Linked DNA regions of Sus scrofa: region 2 is linked to region 1. Evidence: chromatin contacts called from public Hi-C data. All regions are on one chromosome and are shown on one strand. The core of a region is the stretch at or near the end of the contact, and the rest is flanking DNA. Distances in the headings are between cores, read along the strand shown. Region 1 overlaps ONECUT2 (one cut domain family member 2). Region 2 overlaps FECH (ferrochelatase).

Region 1 (6,565 bases), core at 1,404-3,903:
AGGTCCTGTTTACATTGTAGTCTTGTCAAAAATATCTTTCAAAAACCACACAGAGCTCACTAGAAAGGAAATGCATTTAGTTACATAAGCTCCTGGAGAGTGGACTGACTTATTTTAATAAGATGCAGTGATGCATATAAAACAGACTTAAAAAAAAAAAAGGCTTTGCTTACTGTCAAATCCATGTTTTACTGGAAAAGGTTTTTGATAATGTAACCCAGCAACTAGTTACATTGAATTTGAATATCATATGACTTGAAGAAACTGTTTTAATCGGTGTTTATCAAATGGATACAAAACCAATTCTAAGGTCTGATTCAAACAATATTCCTGTTCACTTATAGGACAAACATTTAGGTACTTGGACACAGAACATGATTTTTTTTTCAATACTGAAAAATGTCTGGGGCTGGATTTTCTTCCCTTCATCCAAGAGCCACTTGGAATTTAAAGATGCATTGTCACAGGGAGAAAATTTCATTCATTATACTCTTGACTTTCTTTTAAAGTGGATACACTTGTTCCTATGCTCCACCTCCCTGAGAACCACTCTGACAATAAATTAGGCTTGAGATGAAGTTCTCTCACATAAAGCAAAGGTTTTACATTTTAATTAGCTTTGGAAAGTCAAGGGCCATTTTACTAGAAACCTAAAGAGATGGGAATTGTGCCCAATCACAGACCCAAAAGGACCTACATGCCTCCTTTCTCGGGAATAAAAACACGAATAAAGCAGAGCAACTGGCTAAAAATGTCCAGAATAAGGGGTTAGCACCTAATGTCAGCTTTTACCCTGGCCAGGGACATATAACTCCATTGCGTGGTCTCAAGGAAGTGACTCAATCCTTGACCCACAGAAGCAGTGGAGAGGTTCCTCTTAAATAGAATCCTACCAAGGAAAACTCTCAAGAAATCAAACCTACTTTCTAGATTTATTGGAGGTAGTGATGTTCCATTGTTGGCTCTCCTGGCAACATGATGGCTGATATAATGTGAGAATCTGTTAAAGAAAAGCTCATTTTCAAAAATCACGACTAGGTATATGGTGGGGAAAAAAAATCCATTTTTGTATCTCTGTGTGCAGGGCACCCAGACCATAAACCTTGAAAGTAAATCCTAAATGTGAAGTACTGTTGAGAGCTGCAATCAGTGCCTTCAGAAGTCAGGAACATGGAGAAAAACAGTTCAACCCTCCCCCCACCCCCAGTAATGTTTTTTTCTCTTCAAAAGGAAAGGGTCCTTTAGCATCTTTTGTCCTCTTACTGCCACAACCTCCTCTTGCTTTATTATTGCTGATAATCACACACAGATAATCAAAGCCATGGACTGCTAAAGGAAAATCTGAGGCTCTGTTCTGTTTGGGGCTCTGAGATCTAGAGAGCTGGAGCTACTGATTAGGGTCTTGCACACATTTAATCTGGTAGAGGACCCATCTCCCTTTTTTGGGTTGAGATGCAAACTCGCTCAGACTGCAGCTTGGGCGAGCAGGCTCTTGAGCTGTTCCATGGCGCTGTTCGTGGTGCTGAAGCCTGCACTGGGGCGGGAAGGCAGCAACCCACCCACAGGTGCGCTGGGCTGCCAGGGGCTCCGGAAACAGCTGCCGCCCACAGGGCTACAGTCAGCTCCACAGTTTGGCTCTGAGTGGCTTACTTCTCTGCAACTGCAAAACAGCTAGTTCACTTTTTCTCTTCCCTGGGGTTTCACAGAGCCTACCTCTGGCTCCCTGATTTGGCGTCTCTCCTGATGTCCTCCCTGCCCATACTAATTTTTTCACCTTCTCTCCTTTGTACAAAATTTTGTCTTTGCAGGGCACCTTACTGTCGGTACAGCCCTCACTGGCACCATCAACTGAGCCATTTCTCTTACACGCATGTCTGTTCCTCTTCTCTCCCACAGATATTTCTTGCTTTCTCTGCCCCTCCTCTCCCCACTTTCTAACTAAGCAGGAAACTATACAATGTACAGGGTGGGTGAGTCACCTTATCCATCACAGCAAAACTGCTGATTTCTCCTCGGCAACAAATGAAAAGAGGCAGAAATTTCAAGGAAAAAAAGAGTGGTGGTCAGGAGGGTGGAGAATGGAGACACAAATACTAAGAACAAAGTGAAGGAAGGTGCTTGGGCCTTGGGGGTGCAAGGCTTACTGCAATTAGAAGACTCCCAGCAGGTGGCAGTCTAGCTCAAGGTGTTCTTGGTAGAAGCCTCGACTGTGCTTCTGGCTCCACCTCAAGGCTTCTTTCTGCTGAACAACCCCCTCAGCCCTGTTTGGAGATCTGTCTTCCTCTTGATCCAAGCACTTATCCAGATTTTATTCCTGCTAAAAAGCAACGTCTGCACAATTCTGTTTACTGTAATACACAATGATGGAGGGAACAGAAATAGAAAAGAGAGGGTCAGTGGGAGGAATTTTTTTCATGTTGTGATTGATGGTGCTCAGATCAAAACTGTGTAATCATCAATAACATGATTCAGCAATTGGGAAATGTAAACAAGTTGTGCAAATGCTTGCTTTGGTCAAAGCCCCGGGCCCCTGGGGATCGGGCCAAGCTCAGGGAGGGTGATGCCAGCAGGATGCCTCTTCCCTACTACTCCGGCAAAGCTGGCTGCGCCTACAGCCCGACTGGTGTGACCTTTGGCTTTTGCAACACGCATGCGGTTGGGCTGGGGTTAATGGCACTTTGCAAGGAGCTCCAATTGAGTAAACAAAAAATGCCTTGCCCTGGTTCTAATGGAGCACATTATTCTGAGGCCTAAGCCTTCATCCAGGCCCCTGCAGCTGCTCTGCAGGTCAGTGCTACCAATAAAGCAATTAGCCAATGAGAAAACTCTTCTTCCCTGAGGGGGACTCAGGGGTTTTGTTGCAGTTGCTGCGCTTTGCTTTGGGTTTTTAAACAAGCAATCCAAGGTGATGTGAGCCTCTTACATCACGCTCCAGGATGAGGACAGTGAAACTGTGTGTTTGTTGAGTGTGATATTTTAAGGGACTGGTCCCTTGTTCAACACAGCCTGGAGAGCTCACTGGTTCCTGTTCAATTAACCTGAACCATAGCTGAACTCTGCCCTTTGAACTCACTCAGTAGATAAATACATTAGCTCACCTAAGGAATCATTAATATTTTTCAATCACATAAAACAAACATGAATGTCTGAACACAACCCAAGAGATAGCCAATTAGGAATAGTGCATGGAACATGTTGAAAAAAATCACAAATGGATTTTATTTACAGAACAAAAGGGGTCAAGGAAGAAATAAAACGATCATGCCAACAGTCCTGGAAACAAAGAGGACTTTCATTTTCATATCTGCAAACATGAGGGATACTGGGCAATATTTAATAACTCCCGTTCCATCTACATTGCTTTATTAAAAAAAAAAAAAGTATCTTACTCCTGGTCTAGTTTCTACACACTTCCAACTCTAAGACCCTTCTCTTTTAAAGTGACTTCAGTGTCCATGCTCATATACAGAGCCCCCAAATTTGCTTTTCTGGGGACAATCTAATTCCCAATTTGCTACAAATGGACCAAAATAACTTTGTGGTGATATTACCGCTTTTAAGTGAACCAGTTTAAATGAATCAAGCTAGTGGCTTGATTGAAATAATTTTACAGTAGAAAATGATGTGTCTCTGATGTTGCTATTCTAGCATATAAACAGATTTTGTTTCGGGGAGAGAGAGAGGGAGGGATAAGTGGGGGGAAGAGATGCTAAATGCATCTATTTTGTCTTTATCCCTGCATGTCATCTTAGAAGAATGAGAAAAACATCCCCAACCGAGTCATTACACATTTCAGTTTGATTCAATTTCACTTTCCACAATTCTGCCTCCTGACTCCTCTCTTTCAACCCCCTTTTCATTTTTGTTTGGTTTGGAGTGTGGGCTTAATGCCCAGCTATCCTAGATGAGAACACTTAAAGGAATATCACAAGCACGAAGGGTAAATCTATTGAACAAGGGTCTTTAACTATGTGGTTTCCTTAAAGGGAAAGGTTGGATCAATAGGATCAATATGAAAGGTTTCCCTGGCCCTGCATAAAAGGGTAAGGGCTTCTCTTTTCACTGGTTTAACTTTACTCTCTGACAAATGCAAATCAATGGATCTGTGTTTACAACAGATTCCCTAACAGACCCAACTTGGGTAAAGCCCAGAGCCTTGCCCTGCGGGTGGGGAGACCAAGCTTGCTCTAGAGAAATGCTCTACAGCAGAACTTCGTGCTCAAGGCCCTGGGGGTGGAGTAGGCTTTCTGTCCACTGGGATCCTGCTGCTGCTGCCTGTGGTCTTTCCAAAAAGGATAGAAAAAAACGGAGCACCAAATAGGTCTCCCCAAAGATGTCTCAACCCAAAATAAATATAAAGCCCAGATTCCTATGATCTGGTGAGCCAGTTAACCTTGTCTCCTACAACACAGATTTGGGAGGGTGACTACACAGAGGAAGCTGGAATAGGATACCCACAGTTGGAGCAGCCCAATATTTGAGCTCTAGAAGGCTCCCTCTGCCCTTTCTTAGGTGGTAACTGGCTCTCTTAGTTATTTATAAGGCAAACCACTGAAACATGGCTTCTTTTCCCCTTAATTTTACCTTTCCCTTTAAAAATGTGATGCTTTCCAGAGAATACATGATTTCAAGTCAATACCAGTTACAGAGAAATTATTTTTCTTCCTGCAGGAGAAAGTATATGTATATTTGATTACATGAGCCAAAGTCCAATGCTGATTAAATTACGTTGGAGGTGTGCTTCCAACCCAAACAAAGTCTGCTTTCTACAGAAGAGTAATGGATCTTCAAATGGAGAGAGAGGCGCCAAGGTGGAATGCAGTGCCTCCCTTCCCTCTGGGACAATTTGTGGGGGACAGTTTTTCGTAATAAATGCCCACAGCTTCTAGGAAACCTGCTCCCCCAGTGAGACTATCCCTGTCTGTACAGCCCACAGTCTTCCTCCACGCCTTGCCCATCTGCACCTTGTCATCAGATGGGCTGAGTTACCCAATCAACCTTACTAGCTCCCCTAGCCCTGCCTCTACAGAAACCTGTGTGCATTCCTCAGTCTTTGCCTGGAGTGAGACCTGGAATCAAAGTCTTTCCCAAAGGCACTGAAGTGCATTAGAGGGGTGGGCTGGATGATGAGGGTTGCTGATGGGCCCACCTCGAGTAGACTTTGTCCTTGACAGCATAAGTGACCCTGTGGGCTTCCTCATAATGGTCTCCCCCACCAAGAAGAGTGTTCCCTGGGAGGAAGCAACTTTTCTTGGGTCAGAAAAAACAAGGATCTCTGAGAGCGTTGGGGATGAGGGCAATCCAGCGTCTGTAGGTGAAGTTTAAGGCCCAGGCTTCCTCAATATTCACCCTTTCCCCCAGGGCCCTTTATCCAGACAATTATTTCTATTTATTCCCTCCTCATTTCCCATCCTTTGGCAAGAACCCAGAAATGAAATCTCTCTGCTTCTCCTCTGAGGTTTTCATTCCTCCAGGGGCACCCGGACATGATACCACTTTTTCTCAAGACAGTTGCTGCCAGCAGCAGCCACCAGATAGTGTGGTGGGGTGCAGTACTTCCTTCCTGAGAACTCAAATCCTTCCCTCTGAGCTTCTGTTAGAAACAGGGTTTAAAGGCCAGAGGACTGAGAGGTGACCCCAAAGTGAAGCTAGGGGTTGAAGACATCAGGAGAGGCGGTCTCTTTTTCCTTCAGGGTTCAGGCCTGGAGCTCCAGAAGGTAAATCCAGCCTGAGGCCCCCATTACCTCTGGGCAGACCTGGGTCTCTGGAGAGAAGTGGGGCCATTCTGCTGCTAGAGACACAGAGAATCTGGGGGGCTCAGTTCCCCCTGCCCTACCCTCACCATTCCTCAGGAACCCAGCCCTGTCTGGGGTTCTAAAGTGGGGTTGGGGGAGAGTCTAAGATCCACTCTTCCAAAGCCCACTCATCTCTCCCAGAAACTAAGGTCCCTTTAGCTGGGGAGGGGCCAGCTGTCTTCCACAATAGAAGGAAACCCCCACTCTCTTTGGTTTCTGTATCTGATCACCTGACCTAGTTTTCTGCAGGTCTTCAGGAGGGGGTAGGACTTGTTCTGACTAGGAATCAAGGAGCTGTATCAAAGCTCTTTTCTTCAAGGAAATCCTCTGGTGGGGAGATGACTTTGATCTCTGGGGAGGACAGAAAGGAAGAACCGCTTACTCTTTGCCACATCTCAAAGCAGAACATGAGATATTTTTTTTTCCTCTCTCTCTCTCTCTCTCCTTTTTCTTATTCCATTCTTAGAGAAAGAAAGACAACACTCCTTTCCTTCCGAGTTGAAAACTTCTCTTGAAGGAAAAGCTATGTTTTCTCAAATTGGAGAATTTACAATTTCAAAATACCCAAACAATATGGTTTTCAACTCATCCACATGATCCACCATCCCAGCTCATTCATTCTTTCATTCATTCACCTTAGTGTTCCTTCTGGAAAAATAAGCCATTTGGCAAAAAGAATGGTTGGCTGGCGGGGTGTACTGTCTCCCCTGCCAGTAGAAAGGAAGAGCTTTGAAATTCTTTCTTTCCCAATCAATGCAGGTGTCTCAGAA
Region 2 (6,970 bases), core at 2,774-5,273, 120 kb before region 1:
AGCTCTGGAAGCTGCAGCGGATTTGTACTTGGCCCTCGGGGAAGCAATGAGTATTATTCATTCGTGCTGTGATATGGACTCTTGCTGTCCTTCTCTTCCTTTCATTCTTCCCTCCCTCCCTCCTCCTTTCTATTTACTTATTTATGTATCTATGTATTTATTTATTTTTGTCTTTTTTTTGGTCTTTTTTTAGGGCTGCACCTGCAGGATATGGAGGTTCTCAGGTTAGGGGTCCAATCGGAGCTGTTGCTGCTGGCCTACACCACAGCCACAGCAATGCCAGATCCGAGCCTCGTCTGCAACCTACACCACAGCTCACAGCAACACCGGATCTTTAACCCACTGAGCGAGGCCAGGGATCAAACCTGAAACCTCATGGTTCCTAGTCGGATTTGTTTCCACTGCGCCACGACAGGAACTGCTATTTATTTATTTTTGTCTTTTTGGGGGCCACACCCACGGCATATGGAAGTGCCCAATCTAGGGGTCTAATCAGAGCTGTAGCCACCAGCCTACACCACAGCTCACTGCAACTCGAGATCCTTAACCCACTGAGTGAGCCAGGGATGGAACTGCATCCTCATGGATACTAGTTGGGTTCCTTAACCACTGAGCCACGATGGGAACTCCCTCCTTTCTGTTTAAAATAGGTTTTTTTAAATAAAATTTATACAGGTACATGATAAAAAAATGCAAATATTTAAAAAGTGTTTATAGTAAAAAAACAGGTTTCCCTTTCTCTTTGGACTCCTGCCTCCACTCCCTGGAAGTCAGCACTGTTACATCTGGAAATAGTGTATGTATGGGTGAACTTCCATACACTTATATACAGCTCCTCCTTTTTACTTTTCTTTTTCGTCTTTATTTATTTATTTATTTTGTGTCTGTGCCTGTGGCATGTGGGATTTCTCTGGCCAGAGATCAAACCCTAGCCACTGGATCCTTAACTGCTAGACCATCAGGGAACTCTCTAGCCAACCCATTTTTACACAGATGTGAATGTACTTACATTATTTGGGTCTTTGCTTTTTTTTTTTTTTTTTTTTTTTTTTTTAAGCTTAACAATATTTTGGAGATTATGCCATAAAAGGTAATACTCTGGCTCATTCTTTTTTTTTTCAGAATTGTACCAAATTGCATTGTATGGTCATGCCTTAATTTATTGAACTAGTGCCCACCGATGGACATGTAGATTGTTTACAGCATTGCAGTGAATGTTCTTGCACATATCTTTGCTCATGTGGGCAAGTGTATTACAAGATTAATACGCATTTACTTAAAAGGACTGCATGCGTCCTAATGTCTTATATGTCCTACTTCGTATTAGATACAGGATCAAGAGGTGTTAGATAGGAGTTAGCACACAGCCAGGGGCTCTGCATGGGTTTTGGGGGTCCTGAATCTTCAGGGCCTGCTGCTAGAACAACTTGTGGGGCAGAGGTTGCTGCTTCTTAGAGACTGTCTGGTTTTCTCTCTCTAATCTGGACCAAAAGAGCAGGCTGGTGTCAATGACTTTGACCTTCTGTTTTTAAAGCTTGATCTTATATAGGCTCTTCTTAAGATTTTGCTTATCTTCTTTTTTTACTGAGTAGAAAATGTTTCTGAGGTTGCTTAACTGGAATAAAATCTACTTACTGCAATTCCCATCATGGCTCAGCAGTAACGAACCCTACTAATATCCATAAGGACGTGGGTTTGATCCCTGGCCTCAATCAGTTGGTTAAAGGATCCGGTGTTGCTGTGAGCTGTGGTGTAGGCCGGCAGCCAAAGCTCTGACTTGACCCCTAGCCTAGGAACTTCCGTATGCCACGGGTGCAGCCCTAAAAAGCAACAAACAAACAAAAATCCACTTACCTACCTATGTGTTCAATGATTTAGTAAGCTGGGGCCATTCATCGCCAAACGCCGTACCCCCAAAATTCAGGAGCAGTACCGCAGAATTGGAGGCGGGTCCCCCATCAGGATGTGGACTCGAAAGCAAGCGGAGGGCATGGTGAAGCTGCTGGATGAGTTGTCCCCGCACACAGGTATGATGTTTCTCTGCTGACATCCCACTGGGTTTGTCCTTTTGAAGTGGTTATGAAATTCACAACACCACTGGATACCAAATACATTCCTGGGTACCAGCAGCTCTCCATCTGCGGGGGTTCCTCTGTGATGCCCAGCCACTGTGCTCAGTTCCTGTGGTGTTATCCTTTGTCCTAGGCTGCACAGCCTTTTCTGTGATTTCCTTACGTTACAAATTTTAAAAACTTAATTTTTGGCAGATTAGTCTCAAAAGGAAGTTGCCTGTGTGTGTTAAATTGAGCTGGATTATACGGAAAATGTGGCATACCATGGAAAAAGATGTGTATGTCATTGTCCTGGGAGGACGCCTTTGGGTAATGGGTGGAGCCTGGTCTGACTGCTGTTTCTTTCTGTGTGGATGCTGTTTGGCTCAGCACTTAGAGCAGGATTAGCTAGATGTCATCATAGCCATGAGGCTCTAAGCAACTTCCAGCAACTGCTTTCAGCCCTTGGCAATACCATCATCAAGAGGCATTTAAGGGCCTCATCAGGCATGGCACTAAACAGAGCATCGCACACATCTGGTGATGGTTCTCTGAGAACCTCTAACACAAATTATAATGTGCACAATGAAGTATTAACTACATGAAGGAACTCTAAGTGCCATATTTGATTGCATTGAAGACACCATTGATTGTAGGAAGTTCCATGGTTTTTATGTATCATGAAGACGCAAAAGCTCTGCCAGTTAATTTTAAGACAGAGTCTGTTGTGGACCGGCATAAGGTGGTAAAACAAACAAAAAAAATGTGCATCTTAGGACATATGAAACACATTAATTGAGGACAGGTTGGGGTTCAGGATCAGGACAGGAGTGTGACACAGTGGGGACCCTCAAGGAGAGCAGCCCCACAAGGCAGGACCAAAGCGTTTCATTGAGCATCAGCTCTAGTGACTCTGAGGGCCTCCTGTTTGCGTGGCACACGGAACTAAGGGCTCCAGCCCTTGGCAGATCCTCTCACTTGGAAAATTGTTCCATTTGTGCTTTTGAATGTTAGGTTTGCTCCCTGCCTTCACTCATGGCTGCAGGGCATTTCTTATGGTTCAGCCACACAGGACACAATGTATCTTTAAAAATAGTGGGCAAGGGAAACTTGGCTGACCTCCGCTCATACCTGGTGTGTGGGACAGGATAAAAATTCAGGAAATGTGAGCTTTTATTATTCATTGCTGGAATAGGGTTCGTGATCTGATACAAATTAAAAAGCATTAATACACTTCACACCTTCGTCTCAAATGTACAGATCAGGCATTTGAACTATCACATGTGCTAAATGAATGGACTGGAGAATAATGAAATTTTACTGTTTAAAAATCTAATTTTCCCATTTGTACCTTTTTCTTCCCTCTCCATTCTCACAAAGTGTGTTCCACTGGGCAGTGGCTCTGGGAGGAGACGAGGCTGGGCCAGAGAGTCCTGTGTGTGGGGCTCACACTGTCCAGGGGTGGTGCCCACCAGATGTGCTGCTGGTTGATAGCCAGGGAACCCCTTCCTCTCCCCGTGCTGCTGCAGGGGTAGCCAGGAACCTTTGTGAACGCTTGTTAGCTCCTCAGGGTAGACTAAGTTGGAAATAGTGCATTGTTCACTTTTTCTAAAATATGCTTTTGCAGGCCATCTGAAGTTGGACAGTTCAGAAAGCATTATCTCTTCATTCCAGAGTATTTTACTCTCTCTCACTTCCAAGAGTGATCACCGCCCTGCCTTTATCTGTGAGGGCAGCATCTGCACCTCTCTGAGTCTGTAGCATTTGAGGAACTCCCAGATCCCAGGCATTTAGGCTGCAACTTTCAACTACTGGGCAGCTATGAAAACAAGAGAAGCTGGTTGACTGTTTCAATCTGACCATTGTCATGTCTCCAAATAGATGAGAAAGCAAATTCCACTTCAGCCTCAGCTCAGAGCACCAAGAGCTCCTTAAAGATGGACTTGATGATATCATGGTAGTTGGCAGGATTATCACGAACTGTGTGTGTGATCTTTGAACAGTTCAATCAGTCATTTGGAGTTTGTTTACAGGGCCAGGCCCTCTGGTGTGTTTTAACTGTAATTCACCATATTTTATGCAAGAGACTGGAAAATTGGTAGCTTGGAAGGGAAAGACAGCTGAAAATGATTTCATCTGTGTCCCTTCCTTCCTCTTTTTGTGGTCCCCAACTGAAGAGCATCGAACCAGACTGTCCTTGCCATGCGCAGACTTGCTTCTCTCCCTGCCAGCATTCTGCTTCTCTTCTTGGCAACGTGCTCCATTGATTCAGTCCCCAGGGTCAGGTTATCTACAGATATATAAAGCACTCACATGTATACATACAACATATAAACTAATGATACATAGACATATATAGAGATGCACACAATAATTGTATTATCTTTTCCTTCACTTTTTTTTTTTTTTTTTTTTTTTTTTTTTTTTTTTTTTTTTTTTTTTTTTGTCATTTTGCCATTTCTTGGGCCGCTCCCGCGGCATATGGAGGTTCCCAGGCTAGGGGTCCAATCGGAGCTGTAGCCACCGGCCTACGCCAGAGCCACAGCAACGCGGGATCCGAGCCGCGTCTGCAACCTACACCACAGCTCACGGCAACGCCGGATCGTCAACCCACTGAGCAAGGGCAGGGACCGAACCCGCAACCTCATGGTTCGTAGTCGGATTCGTTAACCACTGCGCCACGACGGGAACTCCTCTTTTCCTTCACTTTAACCTTAATGTTTCTTGTGGCAGTTTTATTTCATGTTCTTAATTGCAGCCCCTGCTAATGCCTGGACAAGTAGCATCATCTTGGGTTTATGATTACTAAGTGTTTATAACAGTGTATTTTCAACTTCGTCCCTGAGTATAAATTGGGTATAATTATATGGAAAGATAAGGAAACAAGACTGGGTAACTTTAGGAAACTTTCTGTTTTACGATTTTATTTTATTTGTCCTTTTAGGGCTGCACCTGTGGCTTATGGAGGTTCCAAGGCTAGGGCTCCAATCAGAGCTGTAGCCGCCAGCCTCCGCCACAGCCCCAGCGATGCCAGATTCAAGTCTTGTCTGTGCCCTACACCACAGCTCACAGCAACGCTGGATCCTTAACCCCCTTCGCGAGGCCAGGGATCAAGCCTGCTTCTTCTTGGATACTAGTTTCCAACCACTGAGCCATGACGGGAACTCCCTGTTTTATTATTTTATAAATGCCTAAGAAGTTGTGTGGTTGTGGATGCATTTAAAATAGAGGAGGATAAAGAGGAAGTAAGAGAAGGAACTGGTGAAATGATGGGAGAAGGAACACAAAGACGTGCCCTACCTTGGGCCATTTAGGTGTCAGAACAATGATTTTAAAATCCACTGAGTGCCATCAGTTTAAGTGTTTGTTGTTGTTTTTTCATCTAAGTGAAGAGAATCATTTCAGTCATTTGTTATCAGTGAATTCTTATTGAGTATCCCAGAGCTTTTATATAAACTAGGTGGCCTGGGGTCTGAGGGAACAAGAGGAGGGGTCTTGGGTGCTGGAAGAGGAGGGGGAAGCGTGGAAGGAGCACAGGCTTTAGGATGGGGAGACCCATGTTATAATCTCATCTGGAACATCTGCTAGGTGTGACTTTGGGCAGGTTCATTAACCTTTCAGAGTCTGTTTCCTTATCTGAAAAATGGAATTTAAATGAGAATAAAACCTCCCAATGTCTACTGTGGTACCTGGTACCTAAAATGAGGTTATACTTTATGAATAAATGCTAGTTCTTTCCTCCCTTCTCTGGAGTATCTCTCATCTCAGCCAAGAGCAGAGAGAAAGGCACAGAAGTTTGAGGGTTATTTTCAAAATTAACTAATTTCTTTTTGGCTGTGATGTACAGCAGCTTGATGTGGGATCTCAATTCCCAGAGCAGGGATTGAACCCTGGCTGCAGCAGTGAAAGCACCATGTCCTAACCACAAGACCACCAGGAAACTCGCAAAAGTTTAAGTTTTAAAAACCATGTGCTAAGTAAAGGTGTTTGTATGTGTGTGTGTTGGGGGCAGTGTGCCGGGGGAGGTTGGTCACAGAAAATAGTGATTAAAAATCCGTATACTGGCAGAAGACTGGTTAAGATCCAAGGCACATTCTAAACTTGCCCACATTATCAGCATCCTAGGAAATTAGGTTAACTGTTCTTTGTTCTGGGCACTGCATTATGTTTGGAGTCTATATAAAGATGAATACTCTCTCCTTCTACACATGCTTCCTAATAGCCCCTCACAAATACTATATTGGATTCCGGTATGTCCACCCTTTAACGGAAGAAGCGATTCAAGAGATGGAGAGGGATGGGCTTGAAAGGGCGATTGCTTTCACACAGTATCCACAGTACAGCTGTGTGACCACAGGTAAGGCTTCTCTCCGACGGCAGGGGGTGGTGGGGTGGGTGGGGGTGGATATGGGTCCGGCAAGAATAACCAAGGAACCTCGGTATGGAGGAAAGCATAAATCATTTTTGATTTGAATGGCACATCCAGCCTGTCTTTGAAACAGAAGAGTTCAGTTCAGTCCATTTGAAATCTCATGGTTTACCTGGCCCTTGAGTTATTGGCCAGTCAGCTGAGAATCACAAATGGTGGGTGAAAAGCGGTGCCTTCTAGCGTTAGTGCTTCAGTGCAGCTGTATAATGGATCAGTGATCAACCTTCAGCCACTTTCTACGTTTGTGTAATAAACCTTATTTTTATGGCTACCCTGTTATTCTTACTAACGTACCACAGGTGATTGCTATTTCCATTGGCCAGGCAGAGGTGCACATATGACACTGGAAGTGTTGGTATGAACTCTGGTTCTGCTTCAGTTATGGATTGGTTCCCAGTTAAACCAAAGCCCAGTTTGGGGTTTCCTTTGCACACCTCTCTCAGTAGTCTAGATTTTGGAAAATATTACTAGGTGTTGTTTCCTATATATT

The links. Hi-C and Micro-C count contacts between places; a contact is called where the count stands out from the background.
Region 2: a contact with region 1 is called in a Hi-C map of liver, with 5 times the contacts expected there. The contact joins two enhancer-like sites. A contact is called at or near these places in 1 of 5 promoter capture datasets (liver) and 4 of 47 Hi-C or Micro-C datasets (epiblast stem cells, fetal liver, liver and 1 more).

The regions. Positions count from the first base shown.
Region 1 is chr1:106,758,084-106,764,648 of Sscrofa11.1, reverse strand. All of the region lies in intron 2 of ONECUT2 (one cut domain family member 2), which reads right to left. Among named protein-coding and RNA genes, the nearest start is that of ONECUT2, 10 kb to the right of the region's middle. Within about 2 kb of position 2,653, at least 5 of the 83 cell types and tissues checked have an H3K27ac peak or open chromatin away from gene starts, as enhancers often do. A contact at or near this core is called in fetal liver and liver, where this site is marked.
Region 2 is chr1:106,876,639-106,883,608 of Sscrofa11.1, reverse strand. FECH (ferrochelatase) reads left to right here. Exons shown (of 11, transcript NM_001170523.1): 4 at 1,879-2,027; 5 at 6,274-6,408. Among named protein-coding and RNA genes, the nearest start is that of FECH, 18 kb to the left of the region's middle. Within about 2 kb of position 4,023, at least 4 of the 83 cell types and tissues checked have an H3K27ac peak or open chromatin away from gene starts, as enhancers often do. A contact at or near this core is called in fetal liver and liver, where this site is marked.